2 separate regions of the Danio rerio genome follow, and region 1 is linked to region 2. Evidence: chromatin contacts called from public HiCAR-type data. All regions are on one chromosome and are shown on one strand. Each heading gives the region's core, a stretch centred on a gene start, on an enhancer-like site or on the middle of the called end of the contact. The rest is flanking DNA. Distances are from core to core; before and after follow the strand shown. Region 1 overlaps LOC103909058 (a long non-coding RNA gene). Region 2 overlaps LOC141378431 (a long non-coding RNA gene).

Region 1 (4,193 bases), core at 947-3,446, 230 kb before region 2:
GAAAGCACATAAACATGTGGACTCACTGCTCCAGGATTAGCTGTTCCATTAGCAAAGGGCAAAATTAGCATCTGCAGAGTTTTGTGGTTGGTTTAGAGTGAAATATAATCTCAAGTGTACCTTGCACAATACAAATAATGAGACAAGGTGGTGCCTTTGTGACGTGTTTAGTTGGACATCTCAAATTTATGTAATCACATTCAGGCATAATTGCACTGAGAACATGAAATGCTTACCTATGTGATTTTTGATTACTGAAGCATACTCTAAACTAGAACGGCTCTGAGTTGTTGTAAATGACAGGTAGAGACATATTGGAATGCTGCTCAGTAGGTGATCTTAAAGTCTCAAGGTTATTGCAGTCCGGCACTGTGTGAAGAGGTGACTAGATGCATATCTCTGTCAGAATGAGGATGTATGTAAAAAAACAAAACAAAAAAAAAAAACAAACAAACATGATTTCAACCTTTACCTGTAATTGATTTTCCAAGTATTGAATGGGTAAAAAAGTCCCAATGGCTTTCAGTTCAGTATTTTTTTTTCCCTAAAGCACATTTTACAATAATTGTCACAAACAAGATTTACAAGGTTTAACACCTCCAGCTAGCAAACTATGGATGACAAAAGTGGGGGTAAAACGAGAGAACACTCAGTCTTTAAGGTTAGAATAAGGAAGAAAACTTTGTTACAGAACCCTTTTTTGTCATAAAAGTTATATTATAATTTTATGTAGTAGCACCTTCAAATAATCCACTATAAAAATTTAGATTATACTGTAAACACATACATTTTTTGTTATATTTAGTTTATTATAATTATAAAAACTATAAAAAAAACTATAATATATTTTATAATTATATTTTTTACCTTTATTATATAGTACAGTGAAGTTAAGACAAATACATAGGGAGAAAAAAGGAAGGAATGAACGGCAAAGCACCTTGAGCCGGGAATTAAACTCATTTCGCCATGAACACACCAGTACTATTTGTTGGCACACTTTACCTCTAGCATATTGGCACTGAATACACACATTAATTTATTTGGTATCACCTTGTATAATGAAAGAGAACAGCAAAGGTCTTAAGATGGAACATTGTTTCTTGTTTACACATACATGATGTAAACCAAACAAGTTCTGTCCATACTTTAAAAGCTAATACAACCCCCCTGGTTTCACTTGATTCCAAAATGTGAGTCAGAAACACTAACAAGAGGCACTGGTGGAACCCTTTCGCACTGATGGAACTTTTTCACAGTTTCTAGAACTAGTGGTGGAGAGTCACACTTTGTGACATGATTGCTTTGGAGCAGAGATGCCTAGGGCCCGCAGGCCAAAATTGGCCCATGGTAACCTTTGATTTGGCCTGCCATCCCATCTGAGAAGACAGTAAGAGTGATAAAAAAAAGTTTTTAAAAAGTGGGATAGAGGACAATGCAGAGGCTTTTGTGAGTAAATCAAGGCAAAGGAAGATTCTACTTGACTAATGTATAAAGCATTGAACTCCACTGTAGAGTTACTGCTTTGACATGACTGAGTTTCAATAGTCACATCAAAGCAGTAACTAAGTCAGCATACCATCATCTCAAAAAACATTGCAAGAATTAGATGCTTTGTTTCCAGTGAGGACTTAGAGATGTTCATGCTTTTATCAGCAGCAGGGTGGATATATATATATATATATATATATATATATATATATATATATATATATATATATATATATATATATATATATATATATAATTAAACTGCAATTTGCAATACTGTACAGTCTTGAATTATATAATATCAAAGCCATTTACTGTCTGTTTACACAAAAATGTCCACCATTCAGGGAGATTCTACCATGCAAAGCTTGATAAAAATGTGTACTGGGCTTTGGTGAAGACCATGAGGGGACAGAGCAAGACAGAAAAACAAACAACAAGTAGAAGACAAGCAGACTCAGACTCCATACATCAGTTTTGCTCCCCGACACTAACCACATCACTCATACTGATGAAGGAAATGAGGCTTTAAGAAAAAAAACAGCAAAATGGGATTCTGCAGCACTCCACTGTGTGTGGCGTGTGTATTTGTGTGCATTAGTACATACATGTGTGTGTGTGTGTGTGTGTGTTTGAGGCTGTCGTCAAGTGTGTCAACAACAAGCCAATGCCTGTCCATACATCTGCATGCCTGTGCTTGTGTGTATGCCGTGTGTGTGCATGTTGGCATATGTGTGCGTGTGCCATGAGAATGTGTGTGTGCTCCATTGAGTAATAGACAAGCAACCCCACCTTCCTTTTTCACTGTTTGAATAAGAGAGTGAAAAGGCTTTTGGTTGTAATTACAGTAATTAATGACCCCCCCCCCCCCCCCCCCCCCCCCCCTGCATTTCCACCAATGAGAAGTGTCCTGACCTCATCCACCTTTCCCAGTGCTGTTAGATGTGGTCTGTTCTGTAAGGAGATCCCCCTGTTTATGTTCAGATGGGTGTTACACTACGGTCTCCTATTTAGCCACTGGCCCTTTTATGCGCTTCACTTCCCCTGGGTGCTTGAGTGTGCCTACATGTGTGCAGAATACCTTCAGTGGGATTCGGCCGGAAATAGAGGGCCATTTATTTACGGGACATTCTATCAGAAACCTGCATTATCTGTCCCTGAAATAAAAACATAAATGCAGTGAATAAAAAGTATTTCATCCCAAAAGTGTCTAAAACGGACTGACGGCTGATTTCTGTAAATTGTTCTGTAAACAATGTCATTCCGTTTGGTTCTCATATTTTTGTTCTTTATTAAAAACACATCACAAATGTACAAACCCTGTTATTGTCCTTGTCCTCAGCCCAGTTAAACCTACAGCTTTAATAGTTTTGTTGCGCTAAAAACTGATATTTAGAAAAAAATACCTCAGAAATAGCAAATTTAAGCTGTTATCATTCACATCAATTCATTAAAAAGATGAAATTATGAATACAAATAAATATAAATCTACAAATAAATAATATTTTACAATTGTCTCCATATTTCTGTCAGTCCTTTGCATTGAATTGAACATAAAATGGTTGCAATACACTTTAAAGGCTGACTCAAATGAAGTGACATCATTGGAAATAGGAGAAGCTGACAGTGATCAAGGATGCATTCTATCATGGAATTGTAGGATTTTATGCTTGTTTTGTAGGATTTTTCGAGGACGACAAGCTTAAGTCAGGCCCTGTCACATTTCTTATAAGTGAAAATGTACATTTCTGGTAGAATGTCCCTTACATTCATTCACTCTTAAAGATTACAGGGTATTTTAAGCCAATTCTGGATGTAATAGGGACTAAATCAACTCCTGGATTAAATTTTAAATTTAATCAATAGGACCAAATTTAACTCAATGTTTGGGTATTCCTTAATTTACCCAGTTTGGTTCATTTGTGTTTATAGCCGGCCTCAAGACAAACAATCACAACAGGTGGCCAAACTTTTTTTTTTGAATATGTAAATTTAAAAATCATTCATTTATTCATTTTCTTTTCTGCTTAGTCCCTTTATTAATCTGGGGTCGCCAAAGTGGAATGTACCCCCAAGTTATCCAGCATATGTTTTATGCAGCGGATGCCCTTACTACTGCAACCCATCACAGGGAAACATCCATACACACTCACTCTCATACATACACTACGGTCAATTTTATCATGAATTTGTTTAAATTGAACAACCACTGACTTCCGCAAATATATGTTTTTCCTACTATGGAAGTCAATGGTTACAGTTTTTTTCTCAAAATGTCATCATTTGTGTTCTACAGAAAAAAAGAAACTCATAAAGGTTTGAAACCACTTGAGGAAGAGTGAATAGTGTGAGTAAATGTTCTATTTTGGGTGAACTATTCCTTTAGGTTCTTAGCAATGCATATAAATAATCAGTAATTTTGTTTTTCATATGGAAGAAAATTTCTTAATTGAAGATTATTTTTACTTTATATTTGATGCTATTATTCTATCTATATGAGTATTAATATTATAATAGTAAAATATAATACCAGTAAACTAGCTTCTAGTGTACTACACATCAATATATATATATTTTTAGTTTGTTCAAATCACTTATTTAAAATGAAGCTGAATCAACACAATTCTTGAGATTTCATTGGGACAACTTAATTTTTTATGTTCAATCCACATAAGTTTGTTAAAAGTGTTGTTAACTTAATC
Region 2 (4,555 bases), core at 97-2,596:
CTCTCTCTCTCTCTCTCTCTCTCTGTGGCTCTTGTGTGAGGAGCGGAAATTTCACTGCTTTTTTAAAACCTCAAATGGCCACTTTAACACTGGCCGAGCAGTTGAAAAAACAGAGGTAGTGAAACGTCTCACATATTTCATAATCAGATGTAATATGCACACACACCTGCAATAACACAACTCGCACTGTATCGTGCACCCCAGTGGTGTGCTCTTACACCAAAAAGCCCGGCCAAGACTGCTGTAGCGTTACTCTGTCCCCAGGCCTCATCATCGCTCGCCACCTCATTCAGCATCCCTGGACACAGCTAAAATCTGGATTAAATCAGGATCAGACCACTGCGATGAAATCATACAGAAAGGAATCGTGATGGCTGATACACACTCGCACGCTTGGAGTGGATAGTCAATTCAGAGTTAATGCTTTAAAGTCCTAGAAAATCATTTCCCGTCAAACACTGGTTTGGATGCACTTTGTGGAAACAAACGCATAGATCTCACAACTTCCAGCTGTTCTTCTTAATACCTTATTAAAGCCACACACACACACATTACATTTAAAACTTGGATACTAATCATAAAGTTTGTACAGCCAGCAGCTGCTTTGAAGGAGACGCCCATCCGTAGTTCATTAAAAGCATAACCGATACCTTTATCTTTATTATAGTAATATATTTACGCTAATCTAGTTCAACTGAACCGAACGAAAACTAACGACTTCCTTCAGCTCGCTCGATAAATGATGCGGGAATATGAGGGAAAATAAGCTATAAACTGATCTGTTCTGCACGACTCTTTGATTATCAAAAGGAAAACATTGCAGTACAGCTGTTTGGTACCAACCGTTTGGATAGCCTGGAGCGGAACAAGCAAATCTGTTACCTGCTCTCACATGCACGGTTGCTCAACTTAAAGGGTTAGGATTAATGTCTTATGGCTTGCATCTGTCATTAGGACAAAAAAAAAATTGGTGTGTGATGAGAACTTTGAGAGACTTGAAGAAATGTTTCGGGAAAGGAGACAAAAACAAAGATTAAGCCTCTTGACTTTTGGGTTCTGTGACGTCAGCTTGTACCAAATACTTGTATTCCCACTTCAAAAGGCTAAGTTAGGGGTGGATTTGTTCCTCAGGAACAAACTTGGTTCTTCAGCAAGCCTTATGGAGCTTGTTAAGGATGTTAGGCAGAATGGGGCCGAGGACTCTGTGGCCGTCAAGTGCTTGGCCCAACGCCTAACCATGCCATTGTGCAGAGCCAAACCAACTACGGAAAAGTCCGCAGAGAGGGGCCTTTGACGTGTTATGGGAAGACACGCACAGCAGTGATGGAAGTGTAGGTAAGAGATGGAAGAAAGCTGAGAGGCCTGGCTCCCCACCCCTGCCTGGGGTCTGGACCGCAGGATGAGCGGCAGCTATTCATTTTAATAACTGCGCTTATTTTCTCCCCTGCCAGGAGCCATTACCATAATTCACACTTTCTGCACAGTACCTGGAGAGCTTTAGTGTGGTTTACAAGTTCTGGATTCAAAAAAGTCTGGAAAAGTCTTTGAATTCTGAAACGGAGCAAGGCAGGGAGAAACTAACTAAGAGCATTAGCAAACTAAAAGTAGCCACACATCGAAAATAGCGAGTACGGTTTCACTTCACCCAAATTGTCCCATATTTGTTCCAAATTTTCTCACTCTTACGTTGTTGTACATGTGCGCTGTTTTCCAATCATTTAAAAACACAGGCACTTATAAAAATGCATTCACTTAGCGTAAGTCACCACCCAACTCTTCTAAAACTACAGTATATGAAAGCTTTGAGTCAAGGATTGAAATCTTAACATTATCACTCATTGATAAATATATGCACCTTCATAAGTACCATTGTAAAATGAGTCTGTTACATAACTCTGTTTACTCATATTTTTGATGAATCAGTTGATTCAATTCACAAACTGGTTTTGCCCACACATCTGACTGATCCGGTTTTCCAGTTAAACTCACTGACTTGACGTTGCTGCAACAGTTAACAGTTCACTGGAGGTGAAAATTTAATCCGTTAAATGACGATGAGTTTCTCACCCAAAGCTTTCTATACATTCCCCTTACAATTCTCACACAAATCTTCATGCATTCTCCACTAGTGAGCCTTTGTCTACATTGTGCAGAATTTTTCTATAAATATAATTGAGTTATATCATGTTAAATAAATCAACACTAATTGATATTGCACACCTTTAAAGGTTTATGGAGCTTTTCCTAAATGTAAAGGTACCTATTTTACAACTCTGAGATACTAATATACACTAATCCGCCACTTTATTAGGCACATCATACTAGTACCGGGTTGGACCTCCTTTTGCCTTCAGAAATGCCTTAATCTTTTGTAACATAACAAACTACTTTAAATATTCCTGAAGGACTTTGGTCCATACTGACATGATAGCATCATGTTGCTGCAGATTTGTCGGCTGCACATCCATGATGTCAATCTCCTGCTCCACTACATCCCAAATGTGCTCTATTGGATTAAGATCTGGTGACTGTGGAAGCCATTTGAGTACAGTTAACTCACTGTCATGTTCAAGAAACCAGTCTGAGATGAGTCACGCTTTAAGCAATGGTGCGCTGTCCTACTGGAAGTAGCCATCATTAGATGGGTACACTGTGGTCATAAAGGGATGGACATGATCAGCAACAATACTTAGGTAGGCTGTGGCGTTGACACAATGCTCAATTGGTACTAATTGGCCCAAAGTGTGCCAAGACAATATCCCCCACAACATTACCCCAGCACCACTACCAGCAACCTGAACCATTGATTCAAGGCAGGATGGATCCATGCTTCCATTCTGTTGATGAATTCTTCAACATTTGGAGCCATCCAAATGTTGAAGCAGAAATCGAGACTCAGCATAGCATATTTTGGTTGTAACGAGTGGTATTTGAGTTACTGTTGCTATTCTATCAGCTGGAACCAGTCTGGCCATTCTCCTCTGACCTCTAACATCAATGCGGCATTTGCGCACACAGACCACCCACTCATTTTCTATTTTTTTGGATCATTCTCTGTAAACCCTAGAGATGGTTGTGCATGAAAATCTCAGTACATCAACAGTTTCTGAAATACTCAGACCAGCCCGTCTGGCACCAACAACCATGCCATGTTCAAACTCATTTAAGTCACCTTTCTTCCCCATTCTGATGCTCAATTTGAACTGCTGCATATTGTCTTGACCATGTCTACATGCCTAAATGCATTGAGTTGCTGCCATGTGATTTGTTGATAAGATATTTGCATTAACAAGCAATTCGAAAGGTGTACCTAATAAAGTGGCCGATAAATGTAGATTCCCTTTAGGTGCTAATTTGCATCCTTTAGCTACAAAAGTGTACCATTTAAAAGGTTACCATTCTAGTGACAGCTTTTGCACCCTTATTTCTGCTTATTTCTGAGAGAGTGCTGGTCTTTTTTTTTAGCATTTTTTTATTATTATTTATTGTTTCAGTATGAATGTGGACTGTATTAAAGTTATTATCAATAAAATAAAAAATAAAAAAACTAAGGTAAAATCTTTTACATGATTAAAAAAAACATGGACAATTTTGACAGTGCCTTTTTGAAATTTGAAAGCTCTAATCCCCATTTATTGCAAAATTCCTCCTCCCGTGTTCCACAGATGAAAGCATAAGTTTAAGATGACGTGTAAAAAGCTTTTCAACTATTACTTTAACTTAGCATAAACACTGGGCATTGTTTTCACAAGGCGGCAGCTTTGACAGCACTATCTGCTAGATAGTGAATGGACACCGCCTCCTTTAAATCACACCATGCAGAGATAAACCAAGGTTTCCATCCATGCTTGTACAAATTCCTCTTCCCCATTCTCATCTATTCTGTCGTACACAGCCGTGCTGAAGCTACAGACAACAGTCACTCAGAGATGTGACAGCGGTTGACAGCCACTTGGCATCTGCTTTACTGTTTACACTGAAGCCTCACCCTTAAGCACCAAAGCACTAAATTTAACAGAAGATACATAACCACCGAAAAATGAGTGGAAAGTTATTGCTCTTATCTTAAAAACACGAGAAAGAAAACAGGAGAGCCTGCTGCTCAAATACTCCGGTAAAAATGCAAAGCAGTGTGGGAAACCTCTGTGTAACGTTATGCAAAGCCGAGTGGGAGATAAGCAATAGCCGTTTACATAACGGCGGAAAGCAAGCAGAATGAGAACTACAGCTGTCCACCGTTTAAAAAACTGTCATAAGCAGCCACAAAGTACACTCCTGCAGGTGGATGTTTGCTTTGGATTTTAAAAATGATATTATTGGCAAAATTTCCAAAAAACTGAAAAAGAGCCAAGAGGAAAATGGAAATGCAGGCCTGCAGCACAATATTATTCAATCACGCACAATACATTACTATACACTCTATATTCAACCCTATGACACGGTCTTTTAAACTCCAAACTAAGGCAAGATTTTCCCCCAGATTGTGCAATGCTTAACCCTGGGTTATGAAGACTGGATTTGATTTAGAGGACAGTGAAGCTCAATGTACGCTTTG

Evidence for each region. HiCAR-type assays count read pairs that join an accessible place to other places.
Region 1: a contact with region 2 is called in a HiCAR-type map of caudal fin, with 12 times the contacts expected there. The contact joins two enhancer-like sites. A contact is called at or near these places in 4 of 18 Hi-C or Micro-C datasets (caudal fin, embryo, hematopoietic stem cells and 1 more) and 1 of 4 datasets of contacts at active chromatin or transcription factors (caudal fin).

The regions. Positions count from the first base shown.
Region 1 is chr17:39,772,339-39,776,531 of GRCz12tu, reverse strand. All of the region lies in intron 2 of LOC103909058 (a long non-coding RNA gene), which reads right to left. Among named protein-coding and RNA genes, the nearest start is that of plekhh1, 26 kb to the left of the region's middle. Within about 2 kb of position 2,196, at least 5 of the 62 cell types and tissues checked have an H3K27ac peak or open chromatin away from gene starts, as enhancers often do. A contact at or near this core is called in caudal fin, where this site is marked.
Region 2 is chr17:39,539,587-39,544,141 of GRCz12tu, reverse strand. The region is part of intron 3 of LOC141378431 (a long non-coding RNA gene); the gene reads right to left. Among named protein-coding and RNA genes, the nearest start is that of tmem229b, 50 kb to the right of the region's middle. Within about 2 kb of position 1,346, at least 8 of the 62 cell types and tissues checked have an H3K27ac peak or open chromatin away from gene starts, as enhancers often do. A contact at or near this core is called in caudal fin, where this site is marked.